Regions from separate parts of the Pan troglodytes genome. Here region 2 is linked to region 1. A link is a contact called in public HiChIP or PLAC-seq data. All regions are on one chromosome and are shown on one strand. Each heading gives the region's core, a stretch centred on a gene start, on an enhancer-like site or on the middle of the called end of the contact. The rest is flanking DNA. Distances are from core to core; before and after follow the strand shown. Region 1 holds the start of PFDN4 (prefoldin subunit 4). Region 2 holds the start of DOK5 (docking protein 5).

Evidence for each region. HiChIP or PLAC-seq counts read pairs in DNA pulled down with a chosen protein or histone mark.
Region 2: a contact with region 1 is called in an H3K4me3 HiChIP or PLAC-seq map of stem cell-derived excitatory neurons, with 2.9 times the contacts expected there. The contact joins the promoter of DOK5 here to the promoter of PFDN4 in region 1. A contact is called at or near these places in 3 of 7 Hi-C or Micro-C datasets (induced pluripotent stem cells and stem cell-derived neural progenitor cells), 1 of 1 datasets of contacts at active chromatin or transcription factors (stem cell-derived excitatory neurons) and 1 of 1 other capture datasets (stem cell-derived neural stem cells).

Annotation. Positions count from the first base shown.
Region 1 is chr21:60,499,398-60,507,046 of NHGRI_mPanTro3-v2.0_pri, reverse strand. PFDN4 (prefoldin subunit 4) reads right to left here and starts at 4,111. Exons shown (of 4, transcript XM_514732.7): 1 at 3,815-4,111. The coding sequence starts at 3,838.
Region 2 is chr21:60,765,356-60,773,004 of NHGRI_mPanTro3-v2.0_pri, reverse strand. DOK5 (docking protein 5) reads right to left here and starts at 3,335. Exons shown (of 8, transcript XM_009437437.4): 1 at 2,915-3,335. The coding sequence starts at 2,980.

The sequences.
Region 1 (7,649 bases), core at 2,862-5,361:
AAGTGCTGGGATTACAGGCATGAGCCACCACGCCCAGCCAGAAGTGGGTAATTCTTAACTGGGGGGTGGGGGTGGTCAATGGACATTGACAGGTCGATATACCCGGAGACTGTATGCAAAATGGCATGTATAGTATGTGCATCCTTCTGGAAGGTCTTCATAGCTTTCACTAGATTCTCAAAGGGATCCACAACCCCAAAAGGTTAGGAACTCCTGCCTTCAGGGAAACCAGCTGTAGCTACTCTCAAAGTCAGAAGAACTCTAGGAAGAACTCATATCCTATAGTATCTGAGGCAGCACACAGAGTGGTGGGAAGAGTCAGGCTGCAATCCAATCCAAGCAAACAGGAACCCTGGGCAAATTACCCAATTCTTTGGAACCACCTCAGGTTTCTCATCTGTAAAATGCAGAAGCTAGTTCCTACCTTATAGGGTTGATAAAATGAACATGTAGGAGAAAGCCTGATGATGGAGTCAGTCAAATGATAGCTAAGCATTTTACATCCTGAATATTGTTTATCAAAAATCATTACAAAGAACAGATCCAGATCTAGAAAGAAATTCTGCTAGGCCAAAGAGAAATATGCCTGCTCGGGATCCAAAGTAAAAATTAAAATTCCCTGGGCTCTTTTCTTGAGAACTAATATCTTACGGGATTAGAGGAGGAAACTGAACCATACTCAGTCATGCCTCACGCCAAGTCTAGGTATTGCACGGAGTCTGCACTGACAGCTGGGTCCCTAGAAATAAATTCTGGCCAATTTCAGCCTTTTATTTTTACTTTTAAAAACATATCTACCAAGTCTGTATGATGTAAACTTTTGCTTTGTATTTGTATTCAACTTTCTTTGTTTGTTTTTTTGTTTTTGAGACAAGTCTTGCTCTATCGCCAGGCTGGAGTGCAGTGGTGTGATCTTGGCTCACTGCGACCTCTGCCTCGGGTTCAAGCGATTCTCGTGCCTCAGCCTCCCGAGTAGCTGGGATTATAGGCGCACGCCATCATGCCCAGCTAATTTTTGTATTCAACTTTCATCCATGCAGTAGTTTATTTAACAATTACTGTTTCCTATACGCCATGCACTGTGACAAGAGAGCCACTATCCCACTTTCATGAACACAAATGGCAAGCATACATCCTGGTGGAGGAAGAGAGCAAAAAACAAGATGAATGAGATAATGTTCAATGGTGACAAACGTGATGATGAAAATAAAACAGCTTAGGAGTAGAAAGTTTTGGGGGCCTGGGGAGTGAAGGAGGCTTCTTTAGATAAAGGTCAAAGGTAGCCTCTCTGAGGAAAGGACATTTGTATATAGGATAATGAACAGAAATTAAAGTGCAGATCTCCTTATGGTCAAGAACTGGATCTTAGAAGGCAGAACTCTAGAGAGGAGAGGACTGAATCATCTCATCTAAACACTCTCCCCAGCAAAGTCATGACCAGTTGAGAGATACGATGTGTTACAAACGTGAAGTACTCCAGATTGTACGATTTGCTTTTAATTAAACTCAAAGGGCTATCTCTGTTTCACTCTCACTCACTGGCATACACGTATGTTTTCTCCTAGTGAGGGCAAAGGGGAAAAGTGTACATGCAAGCTGATCTATCGGGAATTGTTCCTAACACTGGAAACATCTACAGGAGAACACTGCATCTATCATGTGACTCTTAAAGCCTCCAAAGTTAAAGAAGCTCCTTTATATTTTGGCCACCACCTACCCCTCTATAAGTTCTTTTCTCATCATGGCTCAAACTCTCTTCCCCTGATTATCTGCCATCGGGCCTTCCTTGTATTAAATGCACTCAGAGTCTCTGCAGATACTCCTCTCTAGAATGCTTCGCTCCCTATCCAACTCTCCCTTCCTTTCCTTACATAATCTCACAGATCTCAACTTAAATGGCACTTTCCCAGGAAAGTCTTCTCTGATCTCAAAACAGACCTCATTTTGGCCCTCATTTCATAAGCACTTTTCCTTCACAGTTCTCATCAGAGAAACTAGTTTTCTGTCTGACTATCTGAGTAATGCCTGCTCTGCCCTGGAACATACGTTCTTTGGGGCTATGAGATTAAGGGGAGAAGAGCTTCCTCACTGGTCACCACAGTTGTCTCCACTTAAAACTGAGACTACGCCATATTACGTGCCCCCAAAAATTTACTGAATCAATGAAAGGAAAAAAAAGTTGGTAATTAGAAATTTTGCAATCAAAATCCAAGGTTCAAATCATTCTTCTGCTATTTCCTCTTCTACCATTTACTTCACCTCTCTGCACTTCAGTTTCCATACCTATAAAACGGAGTGAACCACAACTAGTATCTTCCAAGGAATTAAAGGCCATACCTAACACCAGAGGGCCCAATTTAACAAACTAGAGGTGAAGTGAATCTCACAAAGTTTCATACTTTTTTGAATCACCATGGCCCTAGACCCTACTCTGGGACACAGTAAGAATTTTTGGATGGCAGAATAGTAGGGTGAGCAACACATCCTGAGTTGGCTGGGGCTTTCCCATTTTGGGCAGTCCCTCAATTTCATATAAAAGGGGGCAATGGGTCACCCTACACCAGGCACAGATGGCATAGACTATGTGGTACTGGATAGGGGCAAAGCAAAGGAAGTTCTAATGTGGAAGTGGAATGAACGCAAATCCCTCCAGCCAAGAGATTCTCATCAAAGACCCCCTATAGCAGTTTAAAACACAGACTCCGGAGTCAGAATGCCTGTGTTTAAATGCTAGCTTTGCCTCCGTGCCTGTTTTCTCATTGTTAAATAAGGATAAAAACAGTATCTCCCGCAAAGAACATAAAATAAACAATACACGCAAAACAACTTACAGCTGTACCTAGCACACTGTAAAGCTCCCCAAATTATCAGCCGTTATTTCCTTCCCCCTCTCCAATTTTCTTTTTCTTCTATCTGACTATCTTTACACGTCTGGGAAGGCTCACGGGATTAAAAACCCCACATGGAAGTTTAGCCGGCTTAGTGGTTACACAGGTGTGCTTTGAGAAAAACAAAAACAAACCTGAGTTTGAACTCCAGCTCTGCTTCTTACTAGCTGAGTCACTTTAGGGCCTCTAACTGCTCTGTGTCTAAGTTTCTCTACCTGCAAAGTGGGGAGGAACCCATTGCACTTGCTGAGTTGCGGGGAGGATAACAGATAAACGGCCGGCTGCTGGGCCCGGCACATCTTCCATTCTCAATAAATACTGGTTTTAGCCTGAAGGACTCAGGGGCATCAAGCGTGGAAATGAGCAGCTCCAGGTTGGACACAAGGGGCTCTGGGGCCTGATAATCTGGGGATGCAGGAACCTGCTGTCCCCGTTATGAGCTGCGTAACCTCGGGCAGGTGACTCTCCATCTCTGGGCCTCAGTTTCCTCACCCGTAACCACGCTCCCAGCAGCAGCTACCCATAACCAGTGAGGCTAATGCGATCATGCCGGTGCAACGCCCGAGTCAAGGCCAACCACACTCAACGGGACCTTCGGCTTCCCACACCTCAGGGGCGAGGCCGGGGCTGCAGGTTCCTCAGACTCCCCGGGGGCACCCTCGGCATCGCGGGAGGCGGACCTGCGTCCTCCGAGGCTCCCGGCCCCAGCCCCGACGCCCCGCCTCGGCTGGCCAGGTGCCTAGGAAAACGCTCAGGGCGCCAGGCGCGAGCAGGCCTTGCCGCGGGACCGCTCTCAGGGCCTCGGCCTCGGCCTCGGGTCCCACGCCGGGCTTCGGAGCTGCGCACCCCCAGCATCCCGCGCCCGGGCCCCAGCGGCCGAGATCCGGCGCCGCCCGAGCATCCAGAGCCCCGAGCTCCCCACTCACCGCCTTCTTCATGGTGGCCGCCATCTTGGGACTGGACTACGGCAGGCGGCGGGGAGGGCCGCAATGGCGCGCTTCGCCCCCGAGCGTTCTCTCGCTCCCGGTCGGCCTAGAACTCCCCGCAAAAATACAACACTGTCTCCACATTCCGTCCTCTTGGACTTTTGGCCAGTGAGTCCAAACGGCTGGGACGTAGGGAGGAAATGTGACCTGGAAGGACTTGGTACATGCCAATTAAAGGGACAGGCAACCCCCGTGGACCGACATAAACACGGGGGTGTGGCGAACGGCTCCGGCCGCGGGCAGCAGGGGGCGCGCCCAAGGCTCAGCGCGGCGGGGCCCAGCTGGGGCAGGATCAAAGGGCTCGGGGAATTTTTCTCCATCCGTCCCACAGACTTGCATTGAGAAAGCTAACCTACCTGTAAAACAGCTAGGAACGAATGGCCTCGGCAAATAGGGTGTGAGATTTATGTGCCATGATAATTCAGGTGGTGTAAAGGAGGTGCTCCTATCTTTTAATGTAATTTTTTTTTAATTTAGATTCGGGGGGTATGTGTGCAGGTTTATTACATGGATATACTGCATGGTGCTAAGGTTTGGGTTTCTAATGATCCCGTTGCCCAAGTAGTGAACATAGTACCCCACAGGTAATTTTTCAACCCCTTTCCCCTGCCTCCTTCCCCGTTTTTGGAATCCGTAGCATTTATTGTTCCCATCTTTATGTCCATGAGTACCCAGTGTTTAGCTGTCACTCATAAGTGGGAACATGAGTGGTTGGTTTTCTGTTTCTGTGTTAATTCACTTAGGATAATGATGTCCAGCTGCATCCATGTTGCTGCAAAGGACATGACTTTTGTTCTTTTTTATGGCTGCATAGTATTCCATGGTGTATATGGACCACATTTTCTTTATCCTATCCACCACTGATGGGCATCTGGGTTGATTCCATGCCTTTGCTGTTGTGACTAGGCAATCCTATTAATTAATTTACAGCAATATTACTGAACAATTACTGTATATTCTGACACTTGTGTCTCCCAATTAGTAATTTTTTTTTTTTTTTTTTTTTTTTTTTTTTGCCTTAGGACCTCTTTATACTCCTGGAAATTACTGAGGACTCCAAAGAACTTTTGTTTATGTGGGTTATTTATCGATATTTGCTGTATTAGAAATTAAAGCAGAATTTTTAAAATGTATTTATTAATTCATTTAAAATAATATAAAACTCCATTCCATGGTAATAAAAATCACACTTTAAAAATAACTATATTTTCTAAGACAAAAACAAATTGAGAAGATTGTCATCGTTTTACATTTTCACTGATCTCTTTAATATCAGGCTTAATGGAAGGTTACATTCTCATGTCTACTTCTGCATTCAGTCTCTCCAAATACACTGTTTAGTTGCCTAATTGTAGGTATGAAAAACCCCAGCCTCATACAAATCATGTAGTTGGGAAAGGGAGGCCCTCATGGATCCCTGAAAAGGTCTCAGGGACCCCCGAGGTTCATGGGCCACAGCTTGAGAACTGCCCCTGACAAGCCGCCTCCTTTCTCAAAGTCCCAATTTCCTCTTTGGTTAAATGAGGGGAATGAGACCTTATAGCACCCTGTGCCCTCCCCACCGAACCACCTAGCCCGCCACGGGCATCACCTGTTCTCCTGCCTATTCTGGGCTCTCCAGGCCCTTAGTATTGGGACTTTCCAGTGTGTAGCTCATATGTGCTCAAAAAAGTATTTGTTGAATAAAGATGTTTTTCCAGGGTTAAATCTTAGCACCGGGTCTGGCACATAGGAGATGCTCCATCAGTGATATCTGTTTATTCCAGAGCTCAATGTAAAAGCACTGCAAGAAACAAATGGTGGAGAGGGAGACAGAAATAAAGGGCAAAATTGTCACAAATGGTACCAAGTGCATGAAGGAGATAAATGAGGTGCTGAGGCAGAGCACAGAGGGGAGGGGTGGGGGCCAGCTCTGGAGCTGGCCTCTAAGCTAAGAGAAAATGGGAGGCCTCAGCATGGGGAGAGGAGATGAAAGTGGACCCCAGGGGTGGAGGGCTGAGAGGGAAAGAGCCTGGTGAGACATGGTAGAAAGGACAGAGCAGCATGGAGCGAGGCTGGGGTGCAAGGCAGGGGCCAGATCTGGGCATGTTTTAGAACTTGGTGAGGCCAAACTGGGGGAGGGAGAGAGAGAGAAAGAGAGAAAGAATTCTGACTTTTTCAAAGCTTTATTGAGAAATGGCTGAGTTGAAAGCTGAGGAACAGCAGAGCAGGAATTTTGAGGAAATGTAATTGTATGGTGGGGACCGAAAGTAGCATAGGGGCTTTGAGAGAGAGAAGCACTTCAATCCTCAGGTGCATAGATCTTAGGACCAGAAGGGACCTAAACTCTCACCTACGTTAACCTTTGCCTTTTGCTGAAGTATAATAATAATGAGAGTTCATATGGTTTGGCTGTGTTCCCACCCAAATCTCCTCTTGAATGGTAGCTCCCATAATTTCCATGTGTTGTAGGAGGGACCTGGTGGGAGATAATTGAATCATGGGGGCGGTTTCCTCTATTCTGTTCTCATGGTAGTGAATAAGTCTCATGAGATCCGACGGTTTTATAAGGGGTTTCCCCTTTCTCTTGTCTCATTCTCTCCTGTCGGCCACCATGTAAGATGTGCCTTTTGCCTTCCACCATGATGGTGAGGCCTCCCCAGCCACGTGGAACTGTGAGTCCATCAAATCTCTTTTTCTTTATAAATTACCCAGTCATGGGTATGTCTTTATCAGCAGTGTGAAAACAGACTAATGCAATAGTAACAGTAACATAAAACTCACAGGGTACATACTATGTGGCCTGCACCTTGCTAAATGTTTTAATCCTCACCATACCACACAATATTGTTATCGATCATTTTACAGGAGAGGAAATAGAGTTTCAGGAGGACAAAGCTACTTGGCCAAGGCTACAGCAGCCAGGAAGTACCAGAGCCTGGGTTTGAACTCTTGGTGAACCTGGCTCCAGAGACCACTCTCCTAAGCACCAGGCTTTACCCATCACTACAAGTCATGTATAAAGTCAGATGTGTCCCAGAGTGGGCAGCTCGTAGTGGACATTGCAGCTCCTGTCACCTGACTTGCATGAGTAAAGTGTTTAAGACTCATTAAAGGGCGTACTGGAGCCAGACTGCCTGCGTTCAAATCATACCTGCACCACTTTCTAATTTTGATGTTAGACAAGTTACTTTCATGGCAAAAATAATAATGTGTCTCTAATAGGCTTGTTGCAAAGAGTAGAAGAGATAATACGTGCAAATAAAATGCATTGTAAGCTCTCAGGAAATGTTAGCTATGATTACTTTCTCAGTTCAGCCCAGTTGCATCTGAAATTCCTCTGCCCAAGTTATGATCTTTCAAATCTCCTCTTAAAGAACTCCCCTGGCTCAGTATTACTGCTAACTACCCCCATGGCCATTATTAGTGCTGCCTTTTGAGACTGTAGCATCCATTTCAGACGTATAGAAATTGGAAAGCATCCTGGGGGAGAAGAATGACAATGGTTAGAAGCCATCCCAGCAGGAATTTTTAAAGCAGACCCCAAGGCAAGGGCCTAGATACTGCTTCTTCATTAAGGAGTACAATCCCAGGGCAGCCAGAGCGAGGAAAAAGCGGAATGAAGCAGGTCAGGGAAGGCAGCAGAGCCCATACCAGGAGGCCTCACCAAGCCGACCTTTGCTTGGTATCAAGCACGACTGGTTGCTCCCTCTCTGGGGACTGTCCTGTAAGAGGCTGTGTTAACCAGAACACAGGAGAGTTCAGCTGGGGAGAACTCTTATTTGCCAGTTCCTGC
Region 2 (7,649 bases), core at 2,086-4,585, 270 kb before region 1:
CCTTTGTACACTTCTACATAGAAAGAGAAGGAAATAGATAATTCCTATATCCGTCTACCAATCCTAACTCATCTTTGATTAAAGAAAATGATACAAGCAGAATCAATGTTCTAGACTTTCATTGCATTTTCACAAATATCTTCTTTAATGCTCCCAAGAACATCATTAAATAGTGTTCATTGTACAGACTAGAAAACTGAGGCCAAGAAAGGTCAAAGGTCAACAAGCAATAGAAGCCGAATGCGTTCCCTTCTCCTCTTTCTCCAAATCTGAAGAAGCATTTATTCCTTGGCACCAGGAACAGCTGCTTACCATGAAATGTTTTTGTATTTAATTATAAACCGTCCCAAACATGGTCTGGATTCCATTAATAAATGCTGTTGTATTAGTTCCTAAAGGTTATAAATGGCAAGACCATCCATGCACTATATAGTTCAGCACATATTTCAACATGAACTTACCAAGTGCCTACTCTGTGCTAGACAAAATAAATGCCCTACCTCTCTTTGAGACTGGCACATATTCCTGGAAGATACATGTCGCATGCTGTTCTAGACTATATGTAGCCTAGATTAATACCGCTAACATTCCTTACTGTGGACATAGGGTCCCCATGCCAATTCCGTACAGCATCCTTCACCAATATTTGCAGCCTCCATTAAAACTTTGGTTTGCACTGTGTTCTGGCAACTATGTAATCAGCCTCTTTTGTAAATCATACCATAAGAATATTTTAAAAATTAACTGGTGAGAAAACCAATGCTAACAAATAAGACCAGATTTACTTGATCATATTTTTGACCTTTTCTCTCCGTGAGCAATAACCATAATTCAATAGATATTCTGAAGTCTGAACGTGAACACAGACAAAAACAATAAATCTTGAGAAAGTATACTGCTCACTAGCATCCAAAATGCTGTAAAACATAAAACAAATACAAACTAAATATTTCTGTTCCTTCTGCTTCAAATATCTGTCCATAAATGTTGGCACACACATAGGGCTATGTTGTGTCAATTGTAATAATCTAGAAAAAATAACCTCAGTTACCACAAACAAGAAAGTGATGGTAACCAGTTTTTCAAATAAATTACCATGTGTCACAATTTGGCATAAACTCTGATCCTTATGAATAATTCATATTTTGTGCATTAATAATGCATGTCCTCTTCCCATTGGAATGCTCCCTAACACAGAATGGATGTCTCATACCAATTCCTTCCATTGACATGATGGAGTAAAGCTAAATTAGAATGCTGTTTTTTTTTTTTTTTTTTTTTAACTTAACTCCCCTTAAAATTGTAACACTTGGCCAGCCTATAAGCATACCAAAAATAGAAAGTTCCCATTATTGTTTGCCCCTTACATGGGAGTCACTCAGTAAAGTACCCCCAACAATGGGTGCTCTTGAAGACGAGAATATTTGCATAGCAGAAAAGAAAACCAAGGAAACTTTGACAGAGCTGATGGAAATGGTGAATTCTGTTACATTTCTCCCTAATTACATATGTATATATTCACAATAACACAGGACATAATCGCTAAAACATGGTCACCAGCAGGGGAAAAAAAGAAAAGAAAAAGACCAAAACGAATTAGGCAAGAGTTTTATAATAATTGCGGATGTTCCTCCCCACAGGGCTTCCCTCCCTAGCTGAGTTTACTACTGTGAAATTTCTTTTCAGTTTTCAGTAAAAGTATCTGGCACATTAAAACAGTCCAAAGACCAAGTAAGAGAAAGATGCCAAATGACACATATTTCTAAAGAAAGCTATTCAATTTACCACTCATTATCAATAGCGGCATTCCACACGATTACTGACATTATGCTTATTTCAGGCATTACACCAAAGGATATTTTCTCCCCCCGCCCCCGCCACCTCTCCACCCCCACTTTTCACCCCTTATGTCCAAACGCATAGGATCAACTAAAACAGCGACAACACTTGATAGGAGGCAAAGAGAAATGAGGGACCTAGTTTGAAATTTTTAGGAAATAAAAAAATCGTTCCAGTATCTTCCCTCTCCCTCAAGAATTCTTCCACCATCATTCAGTCCCAAGGAGAGGAAGGGTGGGTTCTCTTTTGAAGCCTCCTCCAGCGAAGAGCCAAGAGAGAAAGGGGCGAAAGAGGGAGTTTTAAGGAAGGACCTAGCCTGTGTCAACATCTGTCCCAAGTGCCCTAAGATTCATTCATTCTTCCTTTCAGGACATATGTAGGGAGCACTTGCGCTATGCCAGGTATCAGGTTCCACGTAAATAACCCTTCCGTGGACCTCCAGGGTGTATTCCAGCAACAGAAATCCACCACCCCGGCTTCGAACCGCGGGAAATCCAGATTCAAGTATCTACCCAAGTTGGCCCCGACCAGAGGCCAGCCCGCACCGCCTTTGACACGACACCTGGGACAGAGGTGGGGGGGTCCAAAGACACCTTACGCTTGGCAGAAATCTCTCCCTGGGGTCAGAAGGTTCGTGACCTCTTTCACACCGAGTATGCGTGTCCTCTTTCTCAACCAGCCGATCCATCCCCCGGAAAAGTTAAGTTGGCGGCGAGTGGGAAAAGAGGGGAACCGGGGGCATCCGGCAGGCACCCCCGCCCGGGCTTCTCGGCTCCAACTTCCATGGCTACCGAGAAATATTTATTTCGAGTAGATGGGCTCCAGGGGCTACTGAAGCCCAACACGCGGCCACCATCAGAAAGCCAAGTCATCCAAGAGATAAAGATAGATCCATTACATACCTAGACGCTGGCCTTACAGTGACAGCCCCGGAGACGCGGGTTTCGGCTGAGAAAGCCACCGCGCAATTCTCCGGCGCGCGGCCGGGGACTCTCCGTCCACCCTCCAGGGATGCTGGCTCAAGAGAGAGACAATCGAACCGGCGAACAGCAACACGGAGAGGATCGATACTCACCCCGAGGCGTCTGCTCCGGATCCTCACGTACCCTTGCTTCACTATGTCATTAAAATTGGAAGCCATCCCAGACAGCCGGTGACCCCCCCCTTTACCCAAGAGCGCGCACCCGAAGTGGCTCTGGGGAGGGTGGAGGGCAGGGTCAAGACAAGCAGTCGGTGGGAGAAAGTTGGAGAGGTGAAGCTGCTTCGGCGGCGCTGGGCGAGGCTTTAGAAGGCGCACATCACTTTCTCTGTCCCCCCAACCCTGACAGTGGGCGGCCGGCTTGCAGCCACTTTCGGGGAGCGCAGAGCGCGGCGCGGGGAGGCGAGGCTGGAGCGCCGGCGTCAGCTGACTCCGCGGCCGGCCTGCCAGGAGGAGGAGCGGCGGCGGCTGAGGGATCCAGCCCTGCCTCCTCCCGGCCGAGAAGGAGGAGAAGAAGAAGGAGGAGGAGGAGGAGGAGAAGAAGAAGGAGGAGGAGGAGGAGGAGGAGGAGGAGGAGGAGGAGGAGGAGGAGGAAGGAGGAGGAGGAGGAGGAGGAGGAAGGAGGAGGAGGAGGAGGAGGAAGGAGGAGGAGGAAAGAGGAGGAAGGGGTGGGGGGGCTAAGAGGAGGAGCCGCGCGAGTCCCAGCACTGGGCTGCGGCCACCCGTGAGCAGCCGCCCTGGAACGCGCTCCCCGCGCCTCCCACCCACCTTTCCCTCCCCGCTTCCCCTTCCGATCCCTCCCCTCCCGGCGGACCCGGAGCGTGCCCCCGCCGCCCCCGCACCTCGCCCACAGCCTACTGAGATAACGCTCGCTCTCCTCGCTCCAAAGACTTATTTTAGGAGGAGAGGAAATTTCACTTTTTTCCAGCCGCCGCCCATCCCGCCTCCCCCTTCAGCCCCTGCCCTTTCCCCGAGAAGGGCCGATTTTGCGTGTGTGTCTGGGGAGATGGTGTTGCCGCAGCTCGCCTTGACCTTGGCATCTGAGGAGAGGGATATTGTCACCGCTTAAGCTAAATGCTTCCTTGGGTTTCCTTGTGTCAGGGACCTAGCCCTCGCTGGTATCATTTGCCACAGTTTCCCTGTTTCAGCCTCTTTCCCGCCGGAATGTGTTTCCCAGGGGGCTGAGACTTGGCCTCATCACTGTCTGTCCCCAAAGCCTGACCCCAGAGCAAGTGCTCAGTAAATCCTTGTGGTTATCAAGATGGCCACCTAGGTGCCAGGCACTCTCCAAGCCTTTTGCATGGATTGACTCATTCAAACTCCCCTGCACTTTTTGAGGTAGGTGCCCTGTTAATGTATACACCAGGCCCATATTTAAGCCTCCTTAGCCTGGCAATAGAGCTCTCATTGCCATTATGAGATACTGCCTATACAATAAGATGAAGAAGGGGACTGAATTTCACACTCACCTGCCCCTGACTGCATTACCTCCCTAAAGCATACTTGATTGATAATTGCTAACACACATTGAGCACCAGTGTGCTGGGCATTGTGCTAATCTTGTTAAGGGAATAATGAATTAGGCACCAGCATCCATATTTTACAGACTTGCTAAGGTCTCACAGCTGGCCACTATCAGAGCTAGGATTGAAGGGAGGTGTGTGTAGTGCCCAGCTCTGCTCCTAAACATTCTCCTATTCCTCTTCTGAAGAGAGGATCTCACAGAAAGAGAGGTTACTAGTTGATTTCCAAGGAAGATCTTTCTAATCATTTGCACTATTCACAAAGGCAAAGATGATCATCAGAAATTAGACAATTCTTACTCACTGGGAAGCGACAAAGCTAAAGCTAGAGATCACTGCTCAGAGCCATTGAGAAGAGGATTCAGTGACTAGTGGATTGTTTGACCTGATGACATCCACAGGTCTTTCAACTCTAAGACGATATGAATCTTCCCATTCTCACTGGGAACATTAGCTTTTAGTCACCTTGGCTTGATGAGTTTCAGTTAAAGAACAGAATCCTCCAAGAATGTGTCATAGGAGAACCGAGACTAAATGGGGACAATCAAAAAGGAGATATTCTGGCAGGGAGAACTATTTTTGCTACATAGTAAACCATCTGTCTTCATGTTGCCATTCTATGGAAAATGATGTTTTAATTTTAAATCTCTCACCAAAAGAGATGAAATGGTAAAATCATTTGGAGAGCTCCTTTTGAAGGATTGGAACTTAAAAAAAAATGCTGCCCATGGTTGCTGTAAAATAGAGGTGTTCATGGAAGGCATTTATCTAACACATCATTTATAGACCAAGTCCACAGTATTATAGAAACAAAAAATGAAGAAATTAAGGCATAAGGAGCTGAAAATGAAGGGCCCACAATAACGGAAATAATTACTGACAAAAACTGAAGGCGAGAAATCCATCCCTTGATAGTTAATGCTGACTATAATCAACATCCATAAATAATTTAACTGGAACTGAGGAAACTAGAATCAAACCAGAAAATATCTAACTAGACGTGAAGGAACAATTGATTTCTTTTTTAAATTGCAAGACTGAATCCAATATATGGTTTTGTTTGGTGAAATCAAATTGACATACATGCAAAACGTACAGACTGTGATATACTATTCATAGGACATTTACACTTGTCCAAATTGTGCAATACAAGCCCTGGCAGCAAGAGCAAAGAGACCGGGCACAGTGGCTTACGCCTGTAATCCCTGTAGTTTTTTGGGAGGCTGAGGTGGGCGGATCACCTGAGGTCGGGAGTTCGAGACCAGCCTGACCAACATGGAGAAACCCCGTTTCTACCAAAAATACAAAATTAGCTATGTGTGGTGGTGCGTGCCTGTAATCCCAGCTACCCGGAAGGCTGAAGCAGGAGAATCACTTGAACCTGGGAGGTGGAGGTGAGCCAAGATTGCACCATTGCACTTCAGCCTGGGCAACAAGATTGAAACTCCGTCTCAAAAAAAAAAAAAAAATTAAAAAAAGAAAAAGAAATGGAAAAGAACCATTCACAGAGGTAGGCAATGTAAGGGGTGCTTATAGAGTTCTACAGAGCGCAACTTGCCTAACCATATGCTGCCGAACAAATATACTATCACACATGATTTAGTTTTACTGGAAATGTCTGACAAGAAAAAATACTATTTCGTTCCGGGTTTTGAACTCAATTTTTGAACATTTAGAGCTTCTTATTTGTAGTATGCATTTGTTTGTTTCCTCAGCATCCAGACTTTGTTCTTCCCATCATAGTCACCATTTTCACTGAGCATACTCACCCCTGTTTCCAGCTCACGTGTGCAGCCCTGTCCATGGCCTTCCTTTGGACAACTAGTGGTTGGTGATTGGTTCAGATATGGGCACATGACCTAAGCTGGCCAATTAATAATGAATTGGGTTACTTTTACTGAATACTGGGAGGAAGACTCACACTCCAGCTGAAATGGAATCTGGATGGAAGAGGCCCAGGAGCTGCTGGCACAAATGGTGAAACCCCAGGGGAGGACTTATCGAAGAGTGAAGGCCACGCTAAAGGAGCAGAACCAAGACATAAAGAGAAGCAAACCAGATCCCGACGATCTGGTTTGAACCCCTCTTCCAGCACCCCAGGAGGTCATTTAAATAGATTTGAAGATTTTGTAACAATTAGACCCCAAAATATAATGATTTAAGATGCATAAAAGTTTATTTATTTTTCATGTAACAGTTTATCCTGGGCAAGTAGGACACTTAGTCCTATAAGGATGCCCAGGGATCCAAGCTCGTGGTTCAACTCTGGCACCTCAGGACATGGTTTTTCATCCTTGAGTCTAGTCATTGTCTGATCCAGTTTTTCTGTGTCCCTACCCAAATCTCACCTTGAATTATAATAATCCCCACGTGTCAAGGGTGGGGCAAGGTGGAGATAATTGAATCGTGGCAGTGGTTTCCCCCATTCTATTCTTGTGGTAGCAAGTAAGTTTCATGAGATCTGATGGTTTTGTAAAGGCAGGAGTTCCCCTACACAAGCTCTCTTGCCTGCTGCCATGTAAGACATAACTTAGTTTCTCCTTTGTCTTCTGCCATGACTGTGAGGCCTCCCCAGACATGTGGAACTGTGAGTCTATTAAACCTCTTTCCTTTATAAATTATCCAGTCTCAGGTATGTCTTTATTAGTAGCATGAAAACAAAGCAACACCCTCTCATTTCCCAGGCAGCGGGAAGAAAACATGGAGGGAAAATAACCTTCTAATAAAAATATGATCCAGATGTGTCAAACTTCTCTTTTTCTTGCATCGCGTGGACCAGTGTTTTGTCACATGGCCACAGCTGGCTCTGCAGGAAAATGGAGAATGGAGTTTTCATCTGGGCATGGTCTGTTACTGAAAGAACAAAATGAATCCATAATGGGCAGGTCCATTAGCACGCTCTACCTCACCAGTGCCACTCCTAGACTATTTAATTGCACAAGCTAAAAAATTCCCATTTTCGCTTAAACCAGCCCAAACTAAGATATTCTGTCACTTACCACTAAAGGAGTCCAGCCTAAGGCACCATGGCACTGTGACTTGAAGCCCAAAGAATCGCAACTAAATTGGCTACAGATACATGTGTAAGGCTCAGATGACTTGAGAAAATTCCAAAATTTTCTGTGGCATTTCCATAACGCTGTGGACCGACAGAAGTAAAAGCAACCGCAGCCAACTGATCCACCTCTGTTGTTTGGGAATTGCTACACCAGTCCCAACAATGAGTGATTCTCGTGGCGTGAGTGCTGAGTGCAGCCCCAGTCACTCTCACCACAGGCTGGACAGCTGATCAAGGCTGGGCATTCCGC